2 separate regions of the Zea mays genome follow, and region 2 is linked to region 1. The links are chromatin contacts, called in public Hi-C maps. All regions are on one chromosome and are shown on one strand. Each heading gives the region's core, a stretch centred on a gene start, on an enhancer-like site or on the middle of the called end of the contact. The rest is flanking DNA. Distances are from core to core; before and after follow the strand shown. Region 1 holds the start of LOC100125638 (granule bound starch synthase IIa precursor). Region 2 holds the start of LOC103632249 (adenylate kinase isoenzyme 6 homolog).

The links. A called contact is a pair of places that touch in the nucleus more often than the background predicts.
Region 2: a Hi-C map of leaf shows a contact between it and region 1, with 7 times the contacts expected there. The contact joins the promoter of LOC103632249 here to the promoter of LOC100125638 in region 1. A contact is called at or near these places in 6 of 25 Hi-C or Micro-C datasets (bundle sheath, ear, leaf and 2 more).

The regions. Positions count from the first base shown.
Region 1 is chr7:35,893,247-35,896,988 of Zm-B73-REFERENCE-NAM-5.0, forward strand. It overlaps LOC100125638 (granule bound starch synthase IIa precursor), which reads right to left and starts at 1,689. Exons shown (of 14, transcript NM_001347904.1): 1 at 1,082-1,689.
Region 2 is chr7:36,020,936-36,024,526 of Zm-B73-REFERENCE-NAM-5.0, forward strand. It overlaps LOC103632249 (adenylate kinase isoenzyme 6 homolog), which reads left to right and starts at 2,025. Exons shown (of 3, transcript XM_008654065.3): 1 at 2,025-2,444. The coding sequence starts at 2,235. It also overlaps the pseudogene LOC103632250.

The DNA.
Region 1 (3,742 bases), core at 439-2,938:
TCACTGTCCTACCAACCTGCGGTCATATTCATAATTAGTGGACCTAGTTGGCCCTGGCATTCTCTTACTTCCTTTTATTGGGAACCATCCCTTTCTCCAGTGCCAGCAGGACCCAAGACATGAAGGTGAGTAGCATGCAAAGTATCAAGATCCAATCATTGCAAAGCAGAAGTGCTAATAATAAGTGTATTTCGAGTTTTCGACCAGATGAACTTTCGTTAAAACTTGCACTAGGGTAATCCCAAGCCCTATTCACTCCTAATGGATGAGATTTGATGAATTAAATTACTACAATTTGATAAATCTACATATAACTTACTATCAATGCTTGTTGAGCATTGAAGGATTTGAGAATATACGTGGTCATAGATGGATTTGAGAGAAGGATGGTGTCATTATTAGATCCAATATGAAAAGTATCATGAGTCAATAAGTTATTATACAACCCCCCATGTACTTCGGACAACAGTGTTTTATTGGCATATCCAAAAGATGTGCTAGATTTGTTCAGAAGGCGTGATCCTGCCATCAGAGAAGTGTGCACGTGACGGCACGTAGGGCTGAGTGTAATGATTCATGTAGGAAATGGTGCCCTGATACGAAAACATCATATTAAGTGCCTCTAAGTAAACTTCTAGCAACACAACGCGTTTGCGTGGAAGAGGTGACCCCAGGATCACTTTCTCGGAACCCCCCTGACCAAACTACCTCTGGATTCGGGCAGACGCTCCAAGGGAGAACATAGTACTCTCCCAGATACTGAAGCCGAAATAGGGAGCGTGCACGGAGCAGGATGCACGGGATGAGTAAGAATGAGATTGATTTTGCACATTGTGAAACAATAAACAGTAAGGTTAGCAAACCTTAGCGCACACGAACGTCACACTGTCCAAAATCCGAAGCCAAGTCCCAAGTGCAAAACCACAGAACAAAGACAACTTCACGGTGGACAAAAAGCATGCAATCCCCAGAACTTCTGCTAGCCCCCTCTGCAGTGCCCACTGCCCCCCCCCCCCCAAATCCCAAGTGCATTTTGAAACGAAAGGGGCGTAGAGGAGAAGATCAGGAAGCAGGAAAGGACCTCAAATGCAAAATGCCAGCCAGGTACCTCGCGCTGGCTGCAGCCGCGGAAGAAGGCGGAGCGGCTGTTTGTTGGCTTTGGCTCCGGGTCGGGGGACTGCAGAGCGCGGAGGCGACTCGGCACTCAAGTAGAGGAGGAAGCAAGCGGCGACGCAGCGCGCCGACCGCCGAGGGCCAGGAAAAATATCGCCCACGTGACAGGCGGCGTGCGCCCCGCCTAGTGGCTAGCGCACGGGCGCCACACAATCGCTGCACCGGCCGCTGCCCGCATCACCAGCACGGCGGCCACCGCACATGGTGACATGGGGTGGTGGGCCGCGGGCGCCTCACCAGCAGCGTACCCGCACCGGCCCGCGACTGCGTTCGATCGGAGGCGAATATGCCGAGGCAAAAGGTGAGATGTGAGGCAAGGGCAAGTGGGGGCCTCGGGGCGGGCAGGCGGCACGAGGGCCGTCGGTTCGTCCCTGGGCCCAGCAGCGGAAAAGGGCCTAGAATTCGTGGTCTTCCCCGTGCGCGGCAGGGGCGCGGGGGAAGTGGTGGGGAGCGTGAGCCGTTGGTTCCGGAGGCGGGAAAAGGCGATGTGCGCCGGCGTCGGTTAGCGGCAGGCAGCCACGGAGGGCGGCGTGTCGGAGGGACACGAGGAAACGACGCCACATGTGCTGGGACGGACCCCCCACGATGGTTTGAACTTTTAATTATTTCTGCCCTCAAAAAGGTACTGCGATTTTATTTCTTTCTCCTACAAAAAGATAATAAATCCGGACGAAAATGCTCCACCAGAAAGAGTTTTATCTGCCAAATGTGGCGCTAAACCACACGAGGCGAGCATATGGCAGCGTCATAGGACTTTTATATAGGGTGTGTCAATAACAAAAATATATATATATACAATTCTATTGAATGCAGATATAATTTTATAGTAAATTTATTAAACAATTCGATAAATAGATATAAAGTTTAACATTGAACAATTAAGCACTGAAAAATATAGTGAATTAGAAATCAACAAGATAAAAATTAATAATAAAATATATATCCACATGTATTAATTAGTCAGGTGTTGTTTGTTGGATGAGGTGTGGCGGGCTAGCTGTTGGGAAGTTGGAACTTGGAAGCCGGGAGCTCCAGGCTCCAACGCACTGGCGCAGCCACACAACACAAGCAGTTGGGCACAGCGGCGACACTGGTGCGTCTCGGTGCCTGAGACTCACTGCAACGCATGCCTCTTCACCTTCCCTACGCTAAAATTGTTCATCGTTTAGGGGCTACAGTCTCCCCCTTCCTCGCGCAGCGGTGAGCGCTACCCTCTCCCCTTCCTCGCGACGCTCTTCTCTCTCACGCCAGATGCAGGGGTTCACTGTAGCCGCCCCCTCGCCTTCTTCGCGCGGAAGGAGCCGCCCGCGCCAGACACCGGAAACATCTCGCTCCACCTCACTCCGTCTCCACTCGTCCGCGGAAGGGCGATTTTTCGAGGCGACGCGGCGGCGGATCTCCCGTCGGCCGGTGGAGTCGGCACCGGCCCCGCTCGGGTGCGCAGAAGACGAAGTCGACGTCGTCAGCACGCAGTGCCGTTCGCGACCGAAGACGAAGAGGGGTAAAATCCGCTTCCGCCGAGGTTTCTCGCGACCGATTAGTTGGCTTCCGTCTCCGACCATCAACGGCGCCATCAGATCCAGACGGATCCCCTTCGATTCGACTTGGTGGGCAGTAAATCTCCCCTTCTTAAGGTATTTTGCTTTACAACTCCACGGCAAATCATTTTCTATTTCCCGATTGATTTACAACTCCAGTCGTATTTTGTTTGATTCGCCGTCTTGCGGCCCAGATCCATCCCTACTAGAGGTATAGCATCTTCTACCCCATCAAACGAAAACTTCAGTGAGGATAAATGTACATTACCACTGAAGCTGTGTTAAAAAATCGTAATTTTTGTTGCCAAGCCCATAGGAGTTTAGCAGATCCAGACAACTGTTCTAGGTATGAAGTTAGGAAGTTTTTCATCCTGTGATTTAGGCGCCTGGTATACCAGAAGTATAACATTAGGCATGCCAGCAATTATATGTACCTTGTGGTGTTGATTGGACTGTTCTTCATGTTTTCATACTGAAGACAATGTATTTGTGCAATTTATGTGCAATGTTACCCTTTCGCACTATATGAGTATGCACCAATATAAGCGAAAACACTGAATCACTTATTTTCTGTGGCACGATATGTAATGTTGAAGACTTAAACTTGTCTTTCTCTCATGACATTACCTCTAACATTTGTCTCTGCACTTACTAGTTTCCTTTATATTTCTGTGGCACTTATTTTCCTAACCTTGAAATCTGTATAAAATGTTCTTGGCAGGTTCATTCCCGTGTACCTGCCAACAATTATATAACTCATATGTACAACTTCCAAGTTTGCATCTGTCTGTTTGTTTTATGATTCGAAGTGTACATGTCATATGTCATCTTCACTTTACTGAAAATCCTATTTTGCATTTGGACATGTTCATGTTTTTCATATGGGTAACGATACAATTTGTCTGTTACATTTCATCATCATTATGATAGATCTTAGGAAAGTGCTTGTACATATCAGTTATGATTTGGAATCTCTAGTTTCTACTTCCCTTATATTTGCTACAAGTTTGTAATGTTTTTCCTTGTTTTTA
Region 2 (3,591 bases), core at 775-3,274, 130 kb after region 1:
AGGGAAGGGGGCAGGGGCGGCCGGCTCATGGGCCTAATGGGCCAAGGGTTAGTTATGTTAGTTTTTTTTCTATTTCCTTTTTCTAAATTTAAAATCATATTTTAAATAACCCTAAAATTCATAATAATTAAACCAAAATTATTTTTAAATAAAATATTATTTTTGACTAATTATTATATTATTTATTTGGTTTTTCATTTAAGAAAAAAATGATATTCAATATCCAAAATCCATTATGAGCAATCAAAAATCATTCCAAATGCAAACAAATAACAAACACTTAAAATAAAATTTATTACCATTAACAACTAAATGTATTACTTTTATTTGATGATTTTTATGGTGTTACACATTTTGTGTTGCTTTGTTCTTAACTCATAACATTTGATAACAAGTCTCCAACAGGCGCATCGGAAAGGAGAGCATGAAGAAGGAGGCACACCATCCTTCCTCTTGCACACGGGTTCTCAAGCTTTCTCCTCAGCTTTGCTGGAATTCCGGGTGCCATACATCACCTCTGTCGGCAGGCATGTTGCCCTTCTGCCTCGCTCGCAGTTCTTCCAAGGGCTGCCCGTCTATGTTGTCTGGTTTGGTTTGGTGATGCTAATACCCCTTTCGTCACCTCCCAACCTGCTACACGAAGGGATAAAATTTCATTCCCAAGCTGCTGAATGGAGAATAAGTGGTTTCATCTCAGGAGCAAAAAAAAAAAAAAGAGTGCTGCTGGAGTATTATGATGGCTTCCTAGGCACATGGTAAGCCTTTCATCATGAACAAATTTTTTTACTACTGAAGTAATCTAATATTCTATTTGGTTTGTTGTGCACGTAGGTCTTATTCTAGGTGCTACCTGCTATGGGATTTGACAATAAAACACACATTTACCTTGCTTGTGGTGAGCTCTTTGGTGGGAAACGTTTCATGAAGCCATACAAGGCTATGTTTCCACATTTAGACAACCACATCACAGTCGGACTTGGAAATATGGAAGAGAATACCTAAGGGCTAGCAGGATCAACAGTTGATTACATGTTTTTTGTCATTTTTGTACTGAACTGAATTTCAGCATTTATGTTATATTATAAAGTTCAAATTAGAAGGTAAAAACATAATTGTTTTGTGCTAAACCATTGATGTGTGCTGTACCGTTTTTTGAAAATATAACAGAAATCCTGAAATTATAAAAGTGACAAAATTTCTATTAAGCAATAGTAGTGACACAATTATTTCAGATAATTATGTCACTGATAGAATGCGCTCAACATTAATAGTACTCCTGGTAATGTCGAGACTCTCTTCGGTGGTTGGGTTAGGGGTTTCAAGAAAACTGATAGAAACCTGATCATAGTCGACTGCTGTGCTGTGCTGTGGTCCATTTGAAGAATCAGGAATGACTTCTGTTTTAATAATAGAACTATGGTTAACCCATCTGACGTCATTTTTTTTTGGTTGCTTACTTGCTTCTGGCTGGACTCTTGGTCTTTGTTGCAGAAAGAGACGGAAAGAAAGAAGTTGGTGGGCGGAAGCCTGCGAATCAGAAGACTGGCTAAAGAAGTTTTCAACCGTGATCTGGGATGGACACCGCTTGACAGACGCATCTGCTGAATCTTCCGCGCCCTGCCGTGCTCTTTCTCCAGACGCATGCGCTCTCCATGTCCTCGCCCCAGTTTATGTCCAGCTGGTCAGGCTCTTTTGTCGGCGATTGCAATACTAGGTCCACAGTATTTGTAATAAACACTGTCGTTGTTTCGTGTGATCATCATAGTGTGTGATCAGACTCAGACCGTGCGATGCCTTAGGTTCAGTCTGTGGGTTTGTCTGCATTGGCCCTTTCTTGTTCAGAAGTCGCTTATCTGAATAGGTTGCTAGCTCGGTCTATCTAGCCGTTTTCCCGCTTAAGACATGTCTGTGTGGTTTGCTGTAATGGTTATGTTGTTAACTGTTTGCCTATTTCATAATGAAATTTTCACCCTTTAAAAAAATCAATACAAGTTAAGGTTGCTAAGGTCGATATGGGCCGTATTAGAGGGCGATACAGCCCACGTTGGATCCAGGGTAAAACCTGGGCCAGATCGCGTATGGGTGGGAACTGCGTATTCATCTCTGTTTATTTGCTTTGTACCATAGGATGCCAAACGAACGGCATCAGGCCTAGCGTGTCCCTGAGTCTTCCATGTTAGAAAGAAAGAGGAGCTCCTTCCGGCACCTGAGACCTAGAACCCTCTTCCCCCTCGATGGCCGTAGGGAGCGGCGGCGGCTCGCGGCGCGCGCGTCCGAACGTGCTAGTGACGGGGACGCCGGGGACGGGGAAGACGACAACGTGCTCGCTCCTTGCCGACGCCGCAGGCCTCCGCCACGTCAACATCGGCGACCTCGTCCGCGAGAAGAGCCTCCACGACGGCTGGGACGCCGACCTCGAGTGCCATGTCATCAACGAGGACCTGGTAAGTCTCGCCTCTGCCCAACTGAGCTCCGCTCCGCTCCTTTCTTCGGATATTCCTCTCTTCGTCCTATCGTGTTAATCTCGACCGTAATGTTCAGCATTTGCCCTGTAGATTGAATACACGAGCTTAAATACCAGGATTATTATGCGTGAAACCTAAAATTCTGAGTTTATTCTGTGGTTGAAGTGCCCCCAGATTTAGTTTTTAAGATTTGTTGGATTCCTTTTTTGTGGTATGTAAACAGCCGTACTGCAGGCAGTGGCGGAGGACAAAATAATAATAAGGTATGGCTGAAGAAGGAAAAAAAAAAGAGAAAAACATGATGCAACACATAGGACTTGAACCTGGAACCTGTTGATTACAGGTAGTATGAACTTACCACTACACCAAACATGATTTTTAGGTATGTCTCAAGCCATAGACCATAATGGGTGCTCCGCCACTGACTGCAGGTCGGGTTACCTCTATTTCTTTTGCTAGATGCCGTTAAGGAAACAGGTCCTCGTGGATCGTCAGTTGACCATTATATAACCGGTAGGAGTAGTTGTTCTTGGTCAGAACGGGGTAGCTGCTACCGCCACCCACCTCACGAATTACCCGCTGGATCACAACTCCGTCTTTGGAGGTGCCGTCTTCGTTCTTCTTCCCAGACGTTCAGAAGAATCAGAACCTAGCTCCTTGGTACCACTTGTTAGAACCTCACCGGATTGACAATACTCAGGTTGTCGGCGAGATCGCGACCAACAGATGCTCACACGAACATGAAGAACACAATCTCGTTCTTGTGCTGCAGAAATTGGCAGCGTTTCCGTTGTCTATTGCTTTGCTTATATAGAAGATTGCAAGGAAACAAATCAGGGCCTCTCGGTCATGCGGACAATCACATGCCTATTCTTAGATTACTTACTAAAATAGGAGCTACTTGCTAAGCAATATAGATACTAAACACACAAGGATTACAATCAACACCAGCATCACACAAAACTAATTATGACCAAACATATTGAAACAACGGATGCAAACCTATCTAGTAGGGATGAAAACGGTCGGAAACGGTCGGTAAACACTAAAACCATTACCGTTTTCATATTTTTTATCGGAAACGGTAACTCCGGAAACGGAAACGATATCGGTATTTCGGAAACAT